2 separate regions of the Mus musculus genome follow, and region 2 is linked to region 1. The links are chromatin contacts, called in public HiChIP or PLAC-seq maps. All regions are on one chromosome and are shown on one strand. The core of a region is the stretch at or near the end of the contact, and the rest is flanking DNA. Distances in the headings are between cores, read along the strand shown.

Region 1 (6,480 bases), core at 2,368-4,867:
CACCCTTGGTTACTGTTTCCATATCTTACTTTGCAGGGAGTCATAGCACACAGCAAAGGGATTCCAGAGGTCAGGCTTCACTGCTAAGGGGGGTGGGGTGGGGGTGGGGGACACTGGTCCACTGTCTATTTAGACCATAGCTTCAAAGGTTTCCAAGGCCTCATTGGAAAACATTTCCAGTCACCTGTTCCTCTCTTCAAATCCAGATGACTTCCCACTCTCTTCAGATCTGTTCTAAGCTCCTGTCCTAACCTTCAAGTCTCTGGTCCTGGTCTCCACCCTACGTATGCTGTTTCTCTTAGCCTTACTCTAGTCAGTCCTGGAATGTGGCAATGTTCCTGACATCACCCCGCACCCAGTGCCTCAGGTAGAATGCCACATATTTGGGAAAACCAACCTCCAACCCAGCTAAAGTCCCAGTGCCCCGTGTACTTCCCATAGTCCCTGGCTCTTCGAACCCATGGCACTCTGCACATAGTAACTGCTGGGTGTGGATGAGGGGAACTAGTGAAAGCTTTGAGGCAGAAGCAGAAGCCAGGGGAGAGGGGGCTGCTGGGACACCCCTCTTCTATCCCTTCCTCCTCCGCAGAGGAAAAGGCAGAGCTGAGCCTCACTTGGGTTTCTTGCTTTATTGTCCTCCATCTGAGGAGACCCTGCACCTGGCCCCCATCAAAGAGCTACACCTGCGTGGAGCCCCCCTCCAGCCACTCTCTATGCATGGCTGAAGGGAGCAGCTTCCCATTCAGAAGAAAATACTTCTTCTGCCTTCTTTCGTTGCCATGGAGACTTCCCTTCATTAACCTGGTCCGCCAGTTACAGCTCCAAGTGGCAAAAGGGTAGAGGGCTGCAAGCATTCAGAAGTCTCTCTACAGACATGCCATGCATGCACACACGCTCTAGATGCTTAGCAAGGATGTGTGACCCAAAGAGAGGAACACGGGGCTCAGAGTCAGAGACCCAGGATCTCCGCCTGTCTGAATCTCCAGTGTCGTCATCAGTAATGAGGTTAAAAATAGATCCGACTCCCTAGACCTACAGTGAGAACGGAGGAGCAAGAATGTGGATGCTCTTAGCTGAGTGTCTGACGAGTGGTTAAGGGCTCAGAAATTATAAGCCCTTATTATGGATGCCTTGACACTCCAGGCGCTGTGGCAGGTGCTGGGGGAACTGAGTGCGGGAAAGCGCTGAAAAAACAAAGAGAGAGAGAGAGAGAGAGAGAGAGAGAGAGAGAGAGAGAGAGAGGGAGGGAGAGAATCATTTCCTAGTGTTTCGTCTTCATTGAGTCATACCCACACTTTGAATTCCGTCTTCATAGAAAGCACTCTCCTCCTCCCTCTGATTCACTGCAAGTATCTCCTGATTGTGATCACAAACACAAGTGGCCTAACACAAGCAGGTTGAGAAGCACGCATTTCTGATTCCTGGTAAACAATCCCATGGAGGAGAGAGGGGCTGGGGGACAAAATCATCAAGCAAAAGAGAGCTCATAGGCTCTCGAACCTCAGCCTATATCCACTGTCACCCAAGGTGACAGCAATAGAGTTTCTCTGAGCACATCAAACAGTCACAGTAGTTCAGGGAGATTTGTTTGGGGTTGTGTGTGTGTGTGAGAGAGAGACAGAGAGAGACAGAGAGACAGAGAGAGACAGACAGAGAGAGAAAGACAGAGACAGAGAGAGACAGACAGAGACAGAGAGAGACAGACAGAGAGAGAGACAGAGACAGAGAGAGAGAGACAGAGAGAGAGACAGAGAGAGAGAGAGGGGAGTGTTTGTGTGTGTGTGTGTGTGTGTGTGTGTGTGTGTGTGTGTGTGTGTGTATGTGTGTGTGGTTTCTTTCAAAGAGTGGTCTTAAACATGATATGTCCTGTGCAAAAAACAAAACACAAACACACAGTCACAAAGATAAATGCCTACAAACATATCCTCTGCCTAGCCAGCTCATTGTCAAGGTCTCACGTTTAGATAACGGTACAGTTCTCTGATTGATTATTGGAGATTTGGTCTGGAAATACTTGTCTCTCTACACATGCTGAACTTGAGACCCATGGGTGTAAGAAGGAAGAAAGCACAGAGTTTAATAAGTCACAAGTTCCCCTTGGTGAGATTAGAGAGACTTTGGGGGAGCAGGGAACCAGTGTCTTGGCTCTGTTGGCTTTATGCAGCCAGCAGGAGGTGACAGGACCCAGAAGAGTGCTGGCTTCAGGAGTCAAGGGAGAGACCCCAGCTGGAAAAGGGTGGGGTCTGAGGAGCAACAGTGAGGGGGTCAACCCTGGTCACACAGACAACGTCCCTGCATGCATGGCCTTTGGGTCCTTCACCCTGCTACAGTTAGTGAGTGAAGTGTACGGCCAGTCTCTCCACACCCCAGCTACCTCACAGAGCTGCAGAGCACTGGGGATAAACTGGGCTTGCTGATAGAAAGGGAGTGTTTGCAAGTGCTACACACAAATCAACCATTATTATTATAGGGGGTTGGGAGGTAAACACTGAGGTCAGGAGAGGGTCAGACAATCCTGACACCAGGAAGAGGCCTGAAGAGTCTCTAGGAGTCTCACTCCAGGCTGAGGAAAGGAGAGAGGAGGGAGAAGAGAAATTCTTTTTTGAGGACCGATAAGAAGGCCCCATTGTGGTGGCACGCCAGGCCCCTTGATTTCAATCTTGGGGAGGCTGAGTGTGGCCAGTTAGAACCAACCACCTCTAACTCCAGCTCCAGAGGGTCTGACTTCCTCTTCTGTGTCGCCACCACGCCACCCCACAGGCATTTACATGCACAGAGACATATAATTAAAAATAAAAATATTTTTTTTAAAAAAAGTCAAAACCATAAAAATGAAAGCATGGGAGAAAGTGACCCAGCCTGGGTTGCTGTTGTTTGTCGTCGTCGTCTTTGTTTCTTGTTTTGTTTTTTTAGCTTGCTGGCAGACTACAGGAAAGAAAGATTGAAAGATGCGTAGAGCAAGACCCGGCAGAGGAACTGACCTAACTGTGGAGAGGGTGATCTACAGTCTGTCCCCTCCTCTGAGATGTGCTTTCTTGGGCGCCGCCAGCAGGGTGTTTGTTTGAGGAACAGACAGGGGCAGGGCCATCTCGCAGGAAGGAAGAGAATTACGCGGGGAATTTGAAACAAAACTTCCCAGGGATCGCAAAGCTCGGCAGTCCCAGCCTATCGCTTTGACAAAACTACTTATCGTGGGAGAGAAGTTAGGCGGGGTGAAGGACTGAAAGGGGCGCGTGCCCTGGGTGGCGGTGACCTGAACCCCCGCAGCATCCTGCACCCTGACCTGCATGCTTGAAGAAGAGAGCTTGGGAGAACGATGGACTAGGCGCGGTCGCCTGGGACCAAGCAGCCGGGATGTAGGGAGGCGGGCTGGTCGGTAACAGTGATCCGGTGGCGACCTGGACCCCTCTGCGGCGAGCCAGGTGGGGGGTCTACGAACGATGTATGGGCGTGGCCAGGCCAATCCCAAAGCAGGATTTACAGTCACGAGAGAAAAAGACCAATCGAAATCCGGGGCGGCGGTGGTGGATGGCTGATAGGGCCAATGGGCTGCAAGCGCCGGGGCGGGGCGGGGCCGCGCGGAGTTTCAAATCGGCTGCGGTGGGCTAGGAGAGGGTGTTGATCTTCGGGTCCGGGTATCGAGCAGGGAGGTGAGCATGCGGGGTTACCGAGGGGCTTAAGGAGGGGGGTGGGGGACGGTCTCACGGGGAGCTCTGAATGGGGAACGGGTCAGGAGCTCTGGATAGGACCCACAAGACAAAGGGAATGTCTAGGAGTTGCAAACGCCCCATCGGATCCGAGGCCTTGGCTGGATTGCTAAATCTGCTCCGGAGAGGAAAATTTGTGAAAACAGCATACTGCTGGTGCCCTGCGTAAGCGCCGAGGCTCCGTGACCTGTGTGCCACTCCACTTAGCCTATGGGGAATAGGCTAGGATGGAAAGACGGACAAATTGCCGCCTTGCAACGGAGGCAGCTGCTGACCATGATGCCATTGGTCATCTTTCTGGCATCCACAATTGCCCAACAGGCCTACCCCGCGAGGTTCCACTTCATCTCTTTCCCAGTTCCCAAGGTCCCTGGAGCCTTGGAATGGGGTCAGGGAGTACTTTGATGACCTTTTGACCTCCCCAGGATCTAGCGGGCAGCGGAAACTGGACCAAGCACATGGCGTCTCAGTGGCAGGGCATGAGGACCTCTGTGCGCAGACGATCACTCCTAAAGGAGGAACAGCTAGAGAAGAAGGAGGTGACCCGGTCTGCTGGGGGTCATCCGGAGACCGGTCCCTTGGGCTCCCTGTGCAGACAATTCCAAAGGAGGCTGCCTCTGAGAGCGGTCAGCCTGAACCTCGGTAACGGCCCCTCCTGGAAACGCCTGGAAAGTCCAGAGCCAGAGCAGCAAGGTCTTCAGGCTGCAGCTCGCTCAGCCAAAAGCGCCTTGGGTGCCATGTCCCAGGTAACAATGACACCACCAGCCGTCTGTTTACAGAAGCGTCCTTGGTGTTGACTGTCCCTATCCTCAGGGAGACCCCAGGAATATAGACTCCATGGGGTCTTGGGGTTTGATTAGGTTCTTGCCATTTTCCCAGAACCCCGGTCATTCTGGCACATAATAGTTTCCCAACAAATCAGTAGGTGAATAAAGTCATGGAAGAAATTGGTGTTCCCCATGCAAGGTGACCTGCCATGTCCTGTGATAGAAAATTGCAGGAAATGGCTATCTATAAAGAGATACCAGTCTCAAGCTTAGTGGATAAAGACTTCCTAGAATAGGTGACTCTTCCAAGATCACTCAGGAAAGGGGAGGTGTATGTAGGCACAGGGCCAGTGGGATGCTGTGAGTGAGTCCAGCGTGGATGCTGAAGAGAAGAGTCCCCAGTGTGAAGCTAAGCAGTCAGTATAGTGAGAGAGGTGATCCTGTGTGCTGACCCCCATTTAAAGTCTCCCAGTCACACTCTTACACCTTAGCTGTCAACTATTTGGTAGAAAAAGGCAGAGGAGCGGGGCTTGCAGAAAGGGTGCAACTTCCTGAGCGGTTCAGAAGGCAGATTTGAGGGGTGGTGTTTGTGTGTGGTGTGTCCAAGAGCCTTCGAGCAGATATCTTCTTTTAATGTTTTAATATTTATCTATGGGAGGAGCGCTTATGCAGTGGTACTTGTCTGGAGGTCAGAGAAGGAATAAGGTCTCCCTCCACCGTGTGGGTTCTGGAGATCACACGAGTTGCCTGGTTTGGTGGCAAGAAGATGTACCTGTTACGATATCATGTTGACCCCACCTAGGTCTTTAAACCTGGAGCTGGAGATGTGGGCAGGTGTCCCCTGGACAGGACAGAAGCTATGAGAATGAGCAGACCTCTAAGAAGAGAAGGGGGAATGGCCCCTGGCATCTTGCTGGCATTCTGATGGTGTAGGGAGAGAGCAGAGGCCTCTGACGACTCCACAGAGAGGTCTCCTTGCCAAAGTCTAGCTCTGACTTGGAAGAGCCCTAAGATTGCTTTCAACATCGCTATAGCTCAGAACAATGAAATGTGACAGTTTGTCTAAGGTCACCCAACTCATGAAAACTTATCTCGGGCCTTGCTCCAACTTCTGGGTTCTGGTTTGCCAAGGCAAAGACAATCTAGCAAGGCTGTTTGACCCAGCCACATGTTGAAGATCCAAGGGTTGGGACTCAGCCCTGTAGATTATTGGGAGCCATGGAAGGGCTCAGAGCAATTAAGTGTTATGAGCAGACCTGTCATTGAAGTATGTTAGACTGAGATGGAGGAGGGAAGAGAAAGAATAGGACTAAGGTAGGATCCAGAGCTGGCATCCAGAAAACTGAGCCTCCCTCACTCTCTGAGTTAGTCTCTGCCTGGGGGCTCAGATGTAGAGTGGTCTTGCTGCTACCTGCTGAGTTACCACACTGGATCTCAGGAAGGTCTTGGAGGAGAGTACCATCTCATGGGGAGTCATGCTGTTGCTCTTGGCTTACTGTTGCTGCTGCTTAGTAACAGCAGACTGTGTTTGTGGGGCCAGCCCTGGGCTGGAAGAATGGCTAGAGCCTGGTAGCCCACCTTGGTCCTATCTGTGCCAACCTTCTCACATGAACCCATCACAGAGGATCCAGGAGTCCTGTCAGAGTGGCACCAAGTGGCTGATGGAGACACAGGTGAAAGTGAGAAGGAAGCGAGGAGCCCAGAAAGACAGAGGGTCACCACCACCCAGTCTGAGCCAGAAGAACACTCGGCTATGCAGGGCCAACCGGGATGCTAGAGTCGGGGGACATCTTCGCCTCTCTGGCCAGATGGGTCCGCATGCCCATCGCCGTCAGCGGCTAAGGAGGGAGTCTGCCCTCCGGAGCCCCTGTTCCTCCACAGAACCTCTCTGCTCTCCCAGGCAAGTAGTCGTCTGAGCCCAGGAGGACCTCCCCTTCTGTCCCACGAGTCTCCTCAGTCACCTGGGACGAGAATGCCCTGATCTGTCACATCCTAGTTCTGGCCCA
Region 2 (6,480 bases), core at 1,328-3,827, 41 kb after region 1:
AGAGAAAATAACAGGCCTTTTCCAGAGGCTCCTGGGCTCTCAAAAAACAGGGAGATTTCCTGTCCAGTGAAAGCCTGGCAACTATTGAAAACTGAAAATGAACTAGCTCTGGCTGGATTCCACTGAGTCTTTCTTTAAAAGTAATTGTATCAAGTTGTGTTTGTTTGGTTGTTTGGTTGGTTTTTATGGGATTTTGTTTGTAGTTTGTTTTGGATTTTTTTTTCCCAGTAAGTTGACTAACACAAGCTTTCTTCCTCACTCTAGCCCAGTCTTGCTGCCAGGCAGTCCCTGAAGGCTCCTCGGAAGCTTCAGTCATCATCCAGACTCCAGGTCACCTTCCCCTACAGGTGTCCCAGCTTCCAGCCTTGTGAAATAGCTTTCTAGGTAGGCAGAAGGGGTGGGGCAGGGGTCTGAGCCTCGTAGTCAACGCAAATCACCTAAATGGTGTAACTTTTTCTGCATGCTGGGACAGAGATTGATCTTCCCCTGGTCTCCACTTTTCTAGATTTTCTATCATTTCTTTAGTTAGCCCATATTTATTTTAGTCTCAAAGTATTTATGAATATGTACATTGGGTGAACACTATAAACGTGTGTTATTACATTTACAAGCTGGTAACAAGCTTAAATCTTGTATTTTGGTGTTAACACGTAACTCAGTCTCCCTTTCTGACTTCTATTCTGCTTGCTGGTCATCACCCAACTTGGGTCAGAGCTGAAAACACCCAAGCAAATTCAGTACAAGGCTATAAAGATCCCAAGCTTGGAGAATTATATGAATAAAACCAAGTCATGTGACCAGGTCGAAGTCACCTGTCTAAAACTTATGTAGGCCATGTAAACCAGCTCTAGTCACATAATGCAGGGCTGCAAAATGAGACTGTCCAAACCAGAATTACAGTTCCAAATGAGGACTTCAGGCCACATTGAGGACATACCTAGAGCCTGATAACTGTAGAAAGGGAAGGGTCCAGCCCAGAGAAAAGCAGACCCAAGTGGACCTGCAGATACACACTGCCCAAGGTGCAGAATCCACACTGAAGATCCATTCTGTAGATCCACGCTATAGAAGCCATGCTGGTTTGTATAGCAGATTTTCAACACAAATTAATGTGGCTGATGTACATGCAGACCCATGCCACAGATTCCCCATCACAGATCTCCTTACTCTATGGATACACCCTGCAGACCCATACCATAGGTCCATACCACAGCCACACTCCACAGATCCACAGTACAGATTACTCAGTAAATATGCACTACAGTTCCACACCACAGATTCACAGTGAAGATCCACCGCACAGATCTACACTGCAGATTCACGATGCAGATCCAGTTACAGATGCACGCTGAGCCATGTTTGAGCCAAGGGAGTCCAGGGCAGGACAACAGCATGTCATGGTGGATTGAGTACCTCAGGCTTGTGCCTACGGTGTTTACAGTTGTTCACAGTGGCCTGTGCTGGCCTGTAGGCAGGCAACTCTCCTCCACCCAGGTTATGCAAGCAAGTTATGCAATATCCACTTGGTAGGGATGCTGGGATGGAATTTTCACCCAGGGTTAGGAGGATCTAGAAACTGAGATTCCTCCTGTGTCTAACATTAACATTTGCCTTCTCAAAGTCAAGATCAAATTGCACCCACCTGACTTTGTTTAGCTAATGGTAGAGGTCTTTAGTAAACCAGTGGCTTTAAAGAGAAACAGACAAAAGCTTGACCTTGCCCCTTACTAGGGTCTGGGACCCAGAAAGACCCTCTTAAGAACATACTGTTGGTCACTCTAAATGAGCATGGGAATATCTTAGAGAGATAACTCAGCTAAGGAAACCCATGTCAGGGCCAGAAAGCCACCATCTTGAACCAAGGCTGGTAAGATGGCCAGAAGAGTATGACAACCCCAACCTGGTGTCCCCACTGAGCCCTCCGTATGAACACAGGTCCTTTCATCTGTGTCTCGAGTGCCCAGTCATCACCTTGTGTCTAGCACAATCTTCATGTTTTTTCTGAACGCCTCACAGAGACAACCGAGACTCAGAAGGGTTAAGGGACCCTTTCTCCAGATGGAAATGGAAGGCTTGAATGTAGACTGTCCCCCATTGGCTTGTGTTTGTCTCCAGCTGGTGGTATTGTTTTGGGGAGGTTATTGACCTGGAGTGTAGGTGGCCGATATCAACCTCTAAGGTCAAGGCCTTCCTGGCCAGGCCTTCTACTACATTAACTGAAACTGAGTCAAACAACAACAACAACAACAAAGCCATTTTCTCCTGTAAGTTCCTGACAGATATTTGTACCGGTAATGAGGAAAGGTAACTGATACACACAAGGATTTGAACCCAGGCCGCAGGTCAGGCCTGGAATCGTTCCATCTAAAATGAGGAAGTGACTAGAAAGGAATGATCTCTTCAGTTTTCAAATGCCTCCAACTCCACGGTCCTGTCCTCTCACAAAGAAACAGGCTGTGAGGGAAGGCAGGCAGACCCTGTCATTGGGTACAGGAGCTTGCTGGGACAATAGGGTCTGACTAGTCCCAGTTTAGTCATCTTGGGCTTGCCTACCCAGAAGTTCACACTCTCACAATGGAATGCAGCCACCTCATCCAGCCCAAACCCCCCTCAGTCATCCTTTCCAATCTCAGTGGCTCCCAGCCTAGGGACAGGAAATGACTCTCACACACAAAGAGGCGCTAAAGTCTACCCATGAGATCACCCATAATCCCTTGCTTGTGTTTCTCGGTTAAGCCACTATCAACACCCTGTGGGAAAACAGGTTTTCTTTATTCCTTGTTGTGAGAGTAAAAATCAATACAAGCTCTCTGGAGGGCCATCTGGTAGTGCCATTAAAAATACCAAGCACCCATGACCCAGCCAGGCCAAGTCCATGTGACGGACATGCTGCATGTACCCCATCAACCACAGCTATGCTGTTTACAATACTGAATGGTGAGAGGCAACTTACAGGGGACAGGCTAAATAAAGTGCATCACAGAGATCTTGCACACACTCAAGGCCAAGATCAATGAACCTGAGTGTTGTAGATGTTCAGAGACAGGAAGAGAATCGTGGTATATTATCCACAGAAGGCAAGGGGGAAAACGCACACGGCGCGCTCCCATCTGTGTGGGGTATATATAAAAATATATATGGAAGTGAATATTTATGGATATGTTCATGTTTGCAGAGTCTGGAGTGGGACATGAGACGCTCGTCATCCTCTCCACGTCTGGGAAGAAGAGCTGGGTGAGCTGAGCCGGGCATGGAGCGGGAAGAGGGAGGTACGTGCGTCATCGTTCATGCCTTTTGAGACTTTTACCTTGTTCATGCACGGCCTACTCAAAAAAACCAGATCAAAACTAAGACTATTTTCAAAGTGCGTGTAACAAGGTGATTTTTTTTTGTCTTTTCTGAGATCTGACTTTATATTTTCTGCCTGCTCCAACTCCTTGCCTCTAGGTTTGTGGCAAAGCTCCCTGGCTCTTGTTTTTCCTTTGTTACCAGGAAAAGAGGATTTGAAGACACAAGAGATGCTTTCAAGTTGAAAAAAAAAATGAAAGGCTCCCACCTCACCACTCCAGTTGAGGGGAGGACAGAGGCTGAACCCTTCACAATCCCATGAAGGAGGGGAACTCACAAGACCTAGCTACCCTTGAGACCCAGGAATCCACTGGGAGCTATAGGGGGAGACAAGTGGGAGACGAGGAATTGGGTTAAAGGTCACTCTACAATCCAGTGTGAGCACAGGATCCTGCCTATATGTGTGCAGCACAGGGTTCCACACACCAACCTGTGTGGGGTAATATGTAGAGCCTCAGGGACATTGACAGAAAACTTAGGGAAGGAGACGGCTGTGCACTCACAGAGAGGGGTCCTTCATCTGCTCAGCCAAGTGGAAACCCAAGGTCAAAGTCACACTGATTTTCAGGAAAACAGAGTGTGGTTCCTTGCATCAAGTCAGGGGTCTGCGCTGAGTGGTCTCCATTGGCCCCTCCCACCGACTACATAGCCTTGGCCCTGTCTCTGGAAAGGCGGAGGCTCCATGGTAAAAGTTAAGCCATGGGAGACACTATAGGAGAACTGGGAAGAGGAGGGATCCCCCTGTGCCATGCACTCTATGAAGCTATGAAGCTCCAGCTATGGATGCCATTTTGGTCAGCTGGGCATCAGGTCCCTTTGCAAGGCTCTCCTCCTGCCATGTAGTTTAGGAGCCTTCCCTCTGCTGGACCTCTGACTGAGTCCCAGGCTACATTCTATAGCTGTGAGCTCACCATATCCTCCAGGGCAACCTTTGACTTTGCACTTCTTTGACAACCACAGTCTGTCCACAGTCTCCACTCTACCTACCTCTACCCTTGTTTCCTCTTTCCTTCCAAACTCAGCCATTTCTGCCTTTCTGTTGGCAAACATTCCCCCTTCCCCTCTCACCATGGAGCCCTTGCATCTCTGCTTCCTAGGTCTGGACATTTTTATACTGCACATGTAACACAAATTTCTTACAGAAACATCCATGTTCCTTCCTCCTTGAGGTGGGAATGTCCCATCCACTCATCCTTACACATACACACAAACACACACAGACACACACACATACACACACACACTCACACTCACACACACACACACACACAAAGCAGCATAGCTCTCTTTCCTGGGACAAATCCTTACAATTGTTTTTAATTTTTAAAAAAATTTTGTTTTATGTGTGTAAGTATTCAGCCTGCATGTGTGTCAGTGTGCTACTGCATGCCTGGTGCCTGTGGAGGCCAGAAGAGGGTTCTGGATGCCTTGGAACTAGAGTTAGAGATGGTTGTTAGCTGCCATATGGGTTCTGAAAATTGAACCTGGGTCCTCTGGAAGAAAAGCCAGTCCTCTTAACTGCTAAGCCAACTCTGTAGCCCAAAAATGCTTTCAATTTGTGTGTGTGTGTGTGTATGTGTGTGTGTGTGCTCACATGAGTGCATGCACACACACACATGTCCAAGCAGACAAATATCAGCACTCATGCCCCATGGCACACATATGGAGAACAGAAGACAACTTGTGGGAACTGATTCTCTCCTACAGTGTACGTTCCAGGGATAAAATTTAGGTTGTCAGCCTTGGCAGCAAGCACCATTATCTGCTGAGCCATCTCTTCAACCCACAATTGTAATTTTTTAGTTATTTGAGGACTCTCTCCTCCAGCTCCCAGACTGTAAAACCCTTAGGAGATAGACTGTGTTCATTTGGCTCTGCTCTGTTTTATCCCCAGAGACTACCACAGCCCTGGATAATAAAGGTATTCATTAAATATTCTTCAACAAACAAGCCAACAGACTAATGATTTGCTCCCATTCTGCACCACAAGCATCAGAACTGCACCCAGCCACTACACAGCAGAGACGCTGTGCAGGGAGAACTGCATCTGCTCTCATGGCACATGCTAGCCAGTGCACACTAGTGCACACAACCATGGAGGTAGGGGGAGCGAATGCACACAGGAGCACAAAGAAAGGAAGCATGCCAGGCCCAAACATACGCACACACGCAAGAAAAAGTGCTCCCAAGGCGGACGTCTGCCACCCTGAGCTCATTAAAGCCGGCTAAATATAGCCTGTCTGCAGCTGTGCTCAGCAAGCTGCCCACACAGGCCAGGAAAAGATACCAGTTACCAGGCGGAGGAGGGGAAGGCCAGCTGTGGGAAAGGGGCTTTGAACACCGTGCCGGGAGGGGGAGTCATCCCAAATGGACTATGAACTGAGGGCTTATTGGGAAGGAGGCCTAGGCAATGGGGTACGGCATCAACCTTGTCCAGTGGGGAGGGTGATGTCCGCTGCCCTCAACACCTGAACTGAGGATCCAAGTTCAGACTAGAGCCAGGGCCTGGAGCCTGGACTCGGGCCCTGGATATGTCAGGCTCTGCCCAAAGCTAGGGTATCAGTGGAGACGCAGGGTCGGTCTGGGGTAAGAAAACTGGAGCTTAGCATTAGTTACTGCCAGATTCTGGTCCATGAACTAGAGGAGGTTAGAGGAAGCACTGCACTCTGATCTGAAAGCATGGCTATTCCACCGTACTGTCCCTTAGGGAGGCCAGCATGTGTCAAGTTCCTGTTGTAAGCCATGTGGGCTCCACCCGAGCCTGAGGGACACAGTAGGTAAAGGTAAGAGGGACACTCTTTCCATGCAGAGGAAGCTCCAGATATTCTTACGTGTCCCTTTCCTATGAACAGTCTGGACCCAAAGGGATTGAGGGTGGGGTTGTGGGGTTAGGGGTTGATGGCTGGTCATGAGACTTCCTTCAGAAAGTAGCTGTGCAACAGGACAGACAGAGCACTTCTCCAGGTACCTGGGGCACCTGAGAAGGAGAAGCTGCAGGAAAGGAGAGAACTTGGATCCAAATTGGCCAGGCACGGGTAACCTCTGAGGTTATCGGAGCAGAGCTGGCAGAATGGCTGCCTTCCTCAGAAGTCATCAGCTCCTGTCCATCTTTGTTTTTACCTTGTGACCCTG

Evidence for each region. HiChIP or PLAC-seq counts read pairs in DNA pulled down with a chosen protein or histone mark.
Region 2: a contact with region 1 is called in a CTCF HiChIP or PLAC-seq map of the NIH/3T3 cell line, with 12 read pairs. The contact joins the enhancer-like site here to the promoter of Pimreg in region 1. A contact is called at or near these places in 1 of 39 promoter capture datasets (embryonic stem cells), 1 of 15 datasets of contacts at CTCF or cohesin (the NIH/3T3 cell line), 3 of 484 Hi-C or Micro-C datasets (cerebral cortex, forebrain and uterus), 5 of 115 datasets of contacts at active chromatin or transcription factors (double positive thymocytes, embryonic fibroblasts, embryonic stem cells and 1 more) and 3 of 9 other capture datasets (adipose tissue, liver and pancreatic islet).

What each region holds. Positions count from the first base shown.
Region 1 is chr11:72,038,885-72,045,364 of GRCm38.p6, forward strand. It overlaps Pimreg (PICALM interacting mitotic regulator), which reads left to right and starts at 3,618. Exons shown (of 6, transcript NM_144526.3): 1 at 3,618-3,650; 2 at 4,133-4,453; 3 at 6,097-6,374. The coding sequence starts at 4,166. It also overlaps a transcript of Aipl1 not described here.
Region 2 is chr11:72,081,329-72,087,808 of GRCm38.p6, forward strand. All of the region lies in intron 4 of Pitpnm3 (PITPNM family member 3), which reads right to left. Among named protein-coding and RNA genes, the nearest start is that of Gm46286, 33 kb to the left of the region's middle. Within about 2 kb of position 2,578, at least 27 of the 459 cell types and tissues checked have an H3K27ac peak or open chromatin away from gene starts, as enhancers often do. A contact at or near this core is called in the NIH/3T3 cell line and embryonic fibroblasts, where this site is marked.